Regions from separate parts of the Capra hircus genome. Here region 1 is linked to region 2. The links are chromatin contacts, called in public Hi-C maps. All regions are on one chromosome and are shown on one strand. The core of a region is the stretch at or near the end of the contact, and the rest is flanking DNA. Distances in the headings are between cores, read along the strand shown.

What was found. A called contact is a pair of places that touch in the nucleus more often than the background predicts.
Region 1: a Hi-C map of liver shows a contact between it and region 2, with 3 times the contacts expected there. The contact joins the promoter of ACTR5 here to the enhancer-like site in region 2. A contact is called at or near these places in 2 of 5 Hi-C or Micro-C datasets (blood and liver).

Annotation. Positions count from the first base shown.
Region 1 is chr13:67,138,104-67,143,252 of ARS1.2, forward strand. ACTR5 (actin-related protein 5) reads left to right here and starts at 1,443. Exons shown (of 11, transcript XM_018057860.1): 1 at 1,443-1,980; 2 at 4,126-4,355. The coding sequence starts at 1,582.
Region 2 is chr13:67,060,825-67,066,035 of ARS1.2, forward strand. No RefSeq gene overlaps it. Among named protein-coding and RNA genes, the nearest start is that of ADIG, 15 kb to the left of the region's middle. Within about 2 kb of position 3,812, at least 1 of the 5 cell types and tissues checked has an H3K27ac peak or open chromatin away from gene starts, as enhancers often do.

The sequences.
Region 1 (5,149 bases), core at 193-2,692, 75 kb after region 2:
AGGGGAGAGTGAGCCCAGTCCTTTTACAGCTAAAACTGAGGAGGGGGCAGATGACATCACCTCCATTTCTCTCTGCCCTTCCCCCCAATTGGCCAAAAGGCCAAAACTGAGTCACAAGATCACAAGCAGCTAGAGGACCATGGAGGGGAATTATACCACAAAAGAGAAAAAGAGAATATAGACATATTAACATTTAGCAGTCTTTTTGCAGTGTTTGAGGTTTGTGAGAAGGTAAAAGTCCCATAGACTTGTGGGAGTTAATAAATGTATTTTAAAACTTTATGTGCTAAATCACTTCAGTGGTGTCAGACTCTGTGACCCAATGGACTGTAGCCTGCCAGGCTCCTCTGTCCATGGGATTTTTCAGGCAAAAATATTGGAGTGGGTTGCCATGTCCTCCTTCACCTAGATCTTTCCAAACCAGGGATCCAAACCCTCTTAGCCCTTCTGCACTGGCAGGTGGGTTCTTTACCACTAGAGCCACCTGGGAAACTTTATATTGTATTATAAAATATGGAGAAGGCATATGTGCAAAGAAAAGAAGAGAGACAGAAAGAGTCGTTCATTTGTGTATGGCTGTCATGGACTGTGGCCCGCCAGGCTGCTCTGTCCGTGGGATTCTCCAGGCAAGAATACTGGAGTGGGTTGCCAGTTCCTTCCCCAGGGGATCTTCCCGACCCAGGGATCAAACCTTGGTCTCCTGCATTGCAGGCAGATTCTTTACCGTCTGAGCCACCATGTTTCCTTTAACATACCTGCAGAGAAGTGCACAAATCATAAGTGAACGACCTGATGAATTTTCACACAGTGAACACGCCTGAGTAGCGAACTCCTTGGTCAAGAAATCGAGCAGTCAGCTAACCCTGAGTTTGTTTCCATGGCTAAAGGCAAAGTTATCACGTGGACGTGGGGAGCAGTCAATGGCGAAGGAAGGAGACAGAAGGCAAATGGGGCGTGGCTAGGCGGAAAGGCGGGGCCCGGTGGAACTCAGCTCAGATCTGGAGGCAAGGAAGGGGCGGGGACCGATGGCTTTACGCATTCGGGCCTGGGTTTGCTGGTCAGAGTCCCGGCAGCCGCGAAGGGTAGTAACAGGTTGAAAGCTGGGAGCAAGGTTAAACCACAACCAGGGTGGGCGTGGCCTAGCGGTCCCCGAAGGCGGCCTGGGCTACCGAGGGCGAGTTTGGTGAGAAGTAGGTTGGGATTACTCTTGCCCGGAAAATCCCATGGACGGAGGAGCCTGGTGGGTTGCGAAGAGTCAGACAAGACTGAGGGACTTCACTTTCACTTTCATGTATTGGATAAAGAAATGGCAACCCACTCCAGTGTTCTTGCCTGGAGAATCCCAGGGACGAGGGAGCCTGGTGGGCTGCCGTCTATGGGGTCGCACAGAGTCGGACACGACTGAGGCGACTTCGCAGCAGCAGCAGGTTGGCATTAACGGGCAACAGCACGGCAGGCTTGGAGGTAGCCGCGGCTCTGCGAAGGCGGAGTCTAGCTCTGCACGGGCGCACGCTGCGTCGGGGGCGGAGTCTCGCGCCGTGGTGGCGCCGCGCCGAGGGGCGGAGCCAGCAGCGCTCCAAGATGGCGGCGGCCACTACAGCAGGCCTGGCCACGAACGTGTTTCCGTTCCGCGATGCCCGCGCTGCGCCAGATCCGGTGCTGGAGGCCGGCCCGGTGGCACACGGGTCACTGCCGGTGCCACTGGTGCTGGACAATGGGTCGTTCCAGGCCCGCGCAGGCTGGGCGTGCCCCGGGCCGGACCCGGGCCCCGAGCCCCGGCTGCAGTTCCGCGCTGTGTGCGCCCGCGGGCGGGGTGGGGCTCGGGGCGGGGCGGGCCCGCAGGTGGGGAACGCGCTGGGCAGCCTGGAGCCGCTGCGTTGGATGCTGCGATCGCCCTTCGACCGCAACGTGCCGGTGAACCTGGAGCTTCAGGAGTTGCTGCTTGACTACAGCTTCCAGCATCTGGGTGTCTCCTCACAGGTGACGGGCGAGGTGGGGTTAGGATTGAGGAGAGGGGTGTGGTTGTGTCCGGTGTCACTCCGCTGTCCGAGGGATGATAGTTGGTCCAGCTGTCATTTAGTCATTCGGTCAGTCTGTCAAATATTAAACGCCTAACGTAAGTAAGTCCTGTGCTAGGCGGTTGGGATATGCCAGTGAACAAAATAACGCCCTTTGGAGCATCTGTTTAGGTTTGTTAGTGCATTTATTTATTAACAGATATGTGTTGAGCACCTACTCTCAATGGGGGCTTTTCTAAGTGTTTGAAATACGTCCGAGAACGTAACACGAAACCTATGCTTATGGAGCTAGTATGGAAAGACGTTCTAGTATGAAAAGAGAGATAATAAACAGTAGAATTAAGCAGTAGATTCTACGGCATGATAGACGGAGAGGAGAAGGTTACAGCTCTTCAGTAAGATGGGTAGGGAGAGGACTCAGGGTAACGGTGGTGTTTTGAGCAAGGACTAAAGCAGACGATTGAGGGAGCAAGCCTTGTGAATATCTGAATGAATAGTAATCCGGAGCGACAGAACGGCCAGTGAAAAGGCCCTGAGGCAAGAGTGTGCCCTAAACCTAATTGAGGATAGTCAGAGTGAGGGGAGGGTAGTAAGTGGAAGGTTTTACTTATAAGGTCTTCCCTGGTGGCTCAGACCGTAAAGCATCTGCCTGCAATGAGGGAGACCCGGTTCGATCCCTAGGTCAGGAAGATCCCCTGGAGAAGGAAATGGCAACCCACTCCAGTACTATTGCCTGGAAAGTTCCATGCATGCAGGAGCCTGGTGGGCTACAGTCTATGGGGTTTCAAAGAGTTGGACATGAGCAATTTCACTTCAGTAAGTAGAAGTAGAAGTCAGAGAGGTCACACACTTTGTAGGCTTTTATTATAAGTGGAATGGTGAGCCATTGCAGGGTGTTGAACAAAAGAGGGATGTAACTTTTGTTTCAAAAGGATCACTATAGCTGCTATATGGAAAATGAACTGGCCTGAGTCATAGGGTAGAAATAGGGAAATCAGTTAGGAGGCTGTTTCGGTTCCGAGGTGAGGGATGATGGTAACTTAGATGAGGAAGGAATGGCAGATGTGATAAGAAGCAGTTGGATTCTGGAGCTGTTTTGAAGATAGAGCCAGATGATTGGCTCACAGTTTGGATGGGGCTTGACTTCAGTTGACAATGCCGCCATGAAATTAAAAGATGCTTGCTCCTTGGAAGAAAAGCTATGACCAACCTAAACAGCATATGAAAAAGCAAAGACATTACTTTGCCGACAAAGGTCCATCTAGTCAAAGCTATGGTTTTTCAATTAGTCATGTTTGGATGTGAGAGTTGGGCTATAAAGAAAGCTGAGCACTGAAGAATTGATGCTTTTGAACTGTGGTGTTGGAGAAGACTCTTGAGAGTCCCTTGGACTGCAAGGAGATCCAACTAGTCAATCTTAAAGGAAATCAGTCCTGAATATTCCTTGGAAGGATTGATGCTGAAGCTGAAACTCCAATACTTTGGCCACCTGATGGGAAGAACTAACTCATGGAAAAGACCCTGATGCTGGGAAAAATTGAAGGCAGGAGGAGAAGGGAACAACAGATGATGGGATGATTGGATAGAATTACTGACTCGATGGACATGAGTTTGAGCAAGCTCTTGGAGTTGCTGATGGACAGGGAAGCCTGGAATGCTGCGTTCCTTGGGGGTTGCAAAGAGTTGGACATGACTGAGTAACTGGACTGAACTGAACTGACTTAAGTTACTATGAGCATTGGCGGCTCAGATGGTAAAGAATCTGCCTGCAATGCAGGAGACCCAGGTTCGATCCCTGGGAAGATTCCCTGGAGAAGGAAATGGCAACCCACTCCAGTATTCTTGCCTGGAAAATCCCATGGACAGAGGAGCCTGTTGGGCTACAGTCTGTGGTGTCCCAAAGAGTCGGACACGACTGACCCTACTTTCATATTTTCCAAAGAAGCTTCCAGGGAAGAGGGGTGTTTCTCAATTGCTTCTGATCAGGTGTTTTGATTGGAGACCAAAAGCCAATTCAGTCCTTGCAATGAAGACTTTTGTTTGTTTTTATGCTTTGAAAAGTGTATCCTCTTAGCACCTAACAATCTGCTCTTTTCTTTCAAAGTAGGGCTGTGTTGATCATCCCATAGTTTTGACAGAAGCCGTGTGCACCCCACTGTATTCACGACAGATGATGTCTGAACTTCTGTTTGAGTGCTACGGGATTCCTAAGGTTGCCTACGGGATAGACAGCCTCTTCAGCTTCTACCACAATAACCCAAAGAACATGATTTCCAGCGGGCTCATCATTTCATCTGGATATCAGTGTACACATATTTTACCCATCTTACAAGGGAGGTGAGTTGTACTTATGGCATTTGAGTGCTGTTTTGAAAAGCATTCAGGAAACTTTTATTGGGCACCTACTGTAAAGGGGGAGTGGAAAGAGCAAGTACAGAACCATGAACTGACCTCTGGGCTTAACTCTGACCTGCCTCACTGTGTGAGTATAGACGTGTCACTTCACCATCTGTCCTTGTGACCTCCTGGCTTGAGTTGTGGTCGATGGTCTCTGAGGTCCAAATCTGTAATTCTATAATTGTATGATTCTGAAAGTGAAACTCACTGATAGTGAAACTCACTATTCTTAGAGTGAAATAGATAGCTTAACACAAGTATCTGTAGGTAGTAGGCACTCAATAAAAATGTTCTGAGTAAATTATTGAAATAAATTTAACTTAGACTGTTGTGTTCTGGAGTCACTTTTTCAATTAAGTGCTATTTTGCTTTTTTATTTAAAGCTCTTTAATGACAATTATTTGGACATTTCTTTTCAAGAATGGTACATAATAGATATGTAGTAGATTATTTTTCCAAGTTGTATAAAAGTTGAGGGTAGTTTCTGTCATGTTTAAAATGTGTTCTTATTTTATAGTTGGGCTTTTATTCTCTGATAAAGAGACTGGGCCAGGGGGTTTCCCTGATAGCTCAGTTGGTAAAGAATCTGCCTGCAATGCAGGAGACCCTGGTTCTTTTCCTGCATTGGGAAGATCTCCTGGAGAAGGGATAGGCTACCCACTCCAGTATTCTTGGGCTTCCCTTGTGGCTCAGCTGGTAAAGAATCCGCCTGCCATGTGGGAGACCTGGGTTCA
Region 2 (5,211 bases), core at 2,562-5,061:
GCAGTCCATCTGTTCCCTCCCGACTACTGAAAGCTTCTGTACAGTTCTCTGAGCCCTCGTGGCATAATGATGCTTCCAGCAGAGTGCCCCAGCCTTGGCTGCACAATGGAATCAAGTGGGCAGCTTCCAATGATGCTGATGCCCACGTCCCATTTCCACTGGTTTTGGTGCCATTGGTCTGGAGTTTTGCCCAGGCGTCAGGACTTTGAAGGATTTCCTGTGTGATTCCAGTGCACAGTCAGGGTTTAGAACCACCGGTCTTTGGGTCTGGTCTCCACATCTAGAATGCAGTTTCTTGGCCCAGCAAGTCTCCTATTTCTCTGGCTCTCACCCACCTTGACTAGGTGAAGGGATCACCCACAGCTGTGCTTTTCTCTGTCTCCTGGCCCAGCCTCAGCTTGGATTCAGGAAGCTTATATCGATTCTATTTCAAGACATTTTCATCAGTGTTGTTTATAACACAAGAGCCATACTTGAAAAATTCACAACCCAGAGATCAACTCTACCAGACTTACTATGTGGAAGAAAGGTGGTGAACATCACTGGGCAATTCAAAGAATGAGCACCCTGCATGAAATGAACCCGTCTGGTCTTAAGGGTACCTTGAAGCCATGTAGGAAGACTGTGATGAGGCTGTGGTCCAGGCCAGAGAGGAAGGGTACTTGGACCAGGATGGTGGGGATTGGGGGAAGTGGCTGAATGCAAGAGATGTATGAAGGACTGAATTATCTAGAGGTTTAGGGAGCTCAGCCTGGCACTCTGTGATTACATAGAGGGGTAGGATGAGAGGTGGGTGGGAGGCTCAAGAAGGAGGGTATATATATATATATATAGTTACAACTGATTCATATTGTTGTATGGCAGAAAACAGCACAGCATTTTAAACCAAATATCTTCCAGTTAAAAAAAAATTTTTTTTAAATGAAACAAAATTATCTAGTGGTTAGTCGGATGTAAGGGCTTCCCTGGTGGCTCAGTAGTAAAGAACCCACCTGCCAATGCAGGAGATGCAGATTCGATCTCTAGGTTGGGAAGACCCCCTGGACAAGGAAATGGCAACCCCCACCAGTATTCTTGCCTGGGAAATCCCATGGACAGAGGAGCCTGGTGGGCTCCAGTCCATGGGATGGAAATGGGTTAGACACGATTTAGCAACTAAGCAACAGCAACGAATCATTTTCAGGAATGGCCCTCAGTGCACTTGAAGCAACCGTCTGGTGAGACCAGGAATTCAGAAAGGAGAGCAGAGTTTATAGAGGGGAAAGAATGGGCTCAGATCACTTCCTTCACTGTGGCTTTCACAAACCATAGCGCATAGCAGTTGAGAGCACTACGTCTGGGGCTTGCAACCTGGATTTGAACCCTGGGTCTGCAGCTTGCCAGCTGGATATGTGTAGGTGGGCCATCTACTCCTGGGTCTGTCTGCCCATCTGTAAACGGGACAGTAGCACTCACCCTTGAATATTTAAATGATGTCTGCACGTGTCTGGTGCTGGGCACGTAATAGTAATAATTCGATAAACGTAGGAAACAAAATGATAACCGGAGATTGTTATTCATACTGTCCACTGAGGATCCATGCACTTTTGTGCATATGCTGCACATCAATAAAACACTGAAAACAAAACAAACACAAAATCACCTGTTAGTGATGCTCGGAACAAATGCTATGGATGTGCTGAGCACTCTTGTTCTCTGGTGGAATGAGGGATTTGTTGTCGCACCGCATCACATGACTTTAGGACAGCGATGCCATTGGAACTGTTAGGGTTTTATTTTACTTCTTTTCTGAACCCTGTCTGACCTCCTCAGAAAGTACACCCAAAGAAACAACTGCTCCTCCCTCACTGCTTAGCTGTCAAAACAGGGTCACAGTCCTGAATATTCATTGGAAGGACTGATGCTGAAGCTGAAACTCCAAAACTTGGCCACCTGATGCGAAGAGCTGACTTATTGGAAAAGACCCTGATGCTGGGAAAGATTGAGTGCAGGAGGAGAAGGGGACGACAGAGGATGAGATGGTTGGATGGCATCACCGACTCAATGGGCATGAGTTTGAGTAAACTCCAGGAGTTGGTGATGGACAGGGAGGCCTGGTGAGCTGCAGTCCATGGGGTCACAAAGAGTCCGGCACGACTGAGCGACTGAACTGAACTGAACTGAACACGGGTGTGACTCAGTTCTGGGGCTTTTGTCTCCTCCACCTAAGTGGTCTTCCTTCTCCAGGGCCCTGGGAATCCTCCAGGCTTCACTAAGGGGCTGTTCTGTGAAGTGAGAGAATGCGCACACCTCTAAGCATTTCCATCCATTTGCCTCTCTGGCCTGAGGACAGTAGGAAGGGACCCTGAGGTGAAAACTTGGGCCCTAGGGTGGACTTCTACTTCAGCCTGGAAAAATCACTTGCTGGGGCAATGAGCCTTAGCTAGGAAATAACTTCCTGGGGGTAATGGGTCTGAGCTCTAAGCCCATTTATTTGATCCTGGGGCTTACGCTTGAGTCTGAGAAATCACTTCTTCAGCCAAAAGTCCTGCGTCCTCAGCCTCCAAACTTGCTTTCCTAAGTCAGGATCTTAGCCCCTACATCCTAGGCCATTGCTACTGACTGGACTGGGTCTGACTGAACAGAGGTTCTGTTCAGAAACAGACGTTGTTTCCCTGCAGCAGCAGAGTCTGAAAGGCTGCAAGTTCAGGCTTGCAGTTGGGTCGGGCGGTGGCAGGAGGTGGGCAGAGCTGGGTAGGAATCTTCAGCATTTGGACTCCACTGACTCCAAACAAGCTGCGCAGCTGCTGCAGAGAGGCAGGTGGTCCGGAGAGGCACCTGTGCCTGAGGCAAGGGCTCCTGGCTGGTGAGGATGCTGCCCAAAGGGCTGGTGGCCAGGCCCCATCTTGAGGCACCAGTACATGGAGCAATGGAATATTTCCTGCCGTATCAATAAACAAGGATGTCACAGTCACCAGCAATTGCAGCCACCACAGATGATGAGCCAGTGATCCCTGGGGGAACTCAGGAAGGAAGGAACACCTGCCATCTAGCTGCCTTCAGACTGCAGCCACTCCCTATGCTGAGCCTTGAAGTAGTGCAAGATGTGAAAACACAGTTTACTGGCTCCAGAGAGCTGAGGTGCGTATCAAAGGAATGATTTCAGTGAGCTCAGACTCTTGAAAAGAATTTCCCATATATAGAAAAGAGCTAACTTGAGTTACGTGGTTTTCTTTAAGTTGCAATAATCTTTTGATGTTCAGATCACCTGTCCCGGGCTGTCCAGGAAGCCCGAGAGTGGGCGTGTGCTCTGCCCTTTGTCCATGGCCCTTTAGGGGGCTAAATGGCCCACCTCCTCTCGTCAAACTAGTGCTTCAGCCCTAAGTTCAACAAATACATATTGCCAAGCTGTGTTTGGGGGGACTGGGACAGGAAAGAGGCCCCACTGACCCCCCCCCCAGCTCTGCCTGTCACCCTGGCGGCCTGACGTCCTTGCTGAGACTTTCTGGCCAGGCCGCCTTTCTTGATGGCCCAGATGTGAAAACTGAAGGACAGCAGTGGCCGACAGCCCCAGCTCTGCGCCGGCGACTCAAGATCTGGCTGTGAAAGACGCACGCAGACAACAGGGCGGCGGACGGCCCCTAATGGGTGAGTGCTCCCTACTCACCCCCACCCCCACCAGGTGAAAGAAGAAAGGGGCAAGGGGCAGCGGGAGGGCACCTGGTGGCCCTGCGTTTGAATCCTCCGCATCTGCAAGGACTGGGGACCAAGCTGCCCGGAACGGCGCTGCCGATTGTGGCCACAAAGGGGCGCCCCGAGCCCATTGCAGCGAGCGAGGAGGCGGGGTCTCAGAAACTAGGGAGGTGACCGGGCTGAGCAAGGCGGGAACGGTGCGGTGCACCGGGGTCTTCCGGAGGCTATCGCGACTGCCCCGTTTTTGGCAGCTCTTGTGTACTTTGCCAAGGGTTGGGAAAGTGGGGTGTTTAGTGATTGTGGTGAGAAGCGGGCAGGAGAAGGGAAGGTACTTCTAAGAATCCTGAGTGTTCCAGGGAGGAGTCCAGAACCAAGAAGTTGGCCTTGTGCCCATGTTTATGTGAACCTGTCTGCGTGGGTCTGCAGGCGCCCTGCACGCACTCCGGTTGTGTATGAGCGTGAACGCATGTGCACACATGGTTCTGTGCCTGTGTTTGTGTGTGCACCCTTTGGGGAACATTGTGTATGTGGACTTGATATGATCCATGCACACAACTGGTGTGGATGTGGATGTGTGCATCTTGTATTTTGAGCGTGAGTCTTTGTGAAAGTGCACGTGCATGAGTGTTTACACACACATTTGAACTCCAGGCATGCATGTGTGTGTTCATGTGTAGGAATCTTTCTCTCTCTGCAGACTCCTCAAGTGGCAAAGATCCGGTGGCCTGGCCGACCAAAGATCCCCTGGAAGTGGCCCTGTTCCCCCACACCAGAGTGGCCCACGTCCTCGGGCAGGTTCACAGAGTGTTTCAGCCCTGGATCACAGGGTCAAGAAGGCAGAGAGGACACGGACAGCTTCCCCTTACCCCTTACAGAAGCCTCTCCCCTGTAGGGAAAGGGGTGCAGGTACAGGGAGGGGTCAGCACCTTGGAGCTGAAGGCCATTGAGGGGAGTTGTGCAGACTGTGGGCCATTCCCTTTCTGGGGAGATCTGAACCTGAACTGGGTTCTCCAACCGTCTTAGAGAACTTCTTGGCTCCAAATCATAATGATGATAGCCATCATTCATTCATTCACTTGACAGGTATTTAATGAATGCCTATTCTAGACCAGGCACCATGTGGAATGCTAGAATCACAATGAAAAGGACAGGGGCTCCGGACCTACAAGTTCATAGCCCTGTGGAAGAGATACGACATGAGTCAAATAGCCACAGGGTAAATATCAAGTTACAAAGTGTATTGGGTTGTATAAGAGATATAAGGAACAATGGGAATGTAAAACAAGTATAGTATAGTATGGCATAGTCTGGAGAATGAGATAAAGCTTCCAGACACCAAAAACTGCAAGTGCAAAGGTCCTGAGGCAGCAGGCCACAGAGCTGAGAGAGGATCCATGGGGATAATCTGCAACTGTCACCCCAGGATGTAAGAAACAGCTTGAACTCTCAGGAGCCTCCTGATAGAACTGGCATGAAGCACTCTTGGACTGTCAGTTCTTAGCAAGTATCTAGCCCAGTTCCTCTTGTACAGATGGGAAA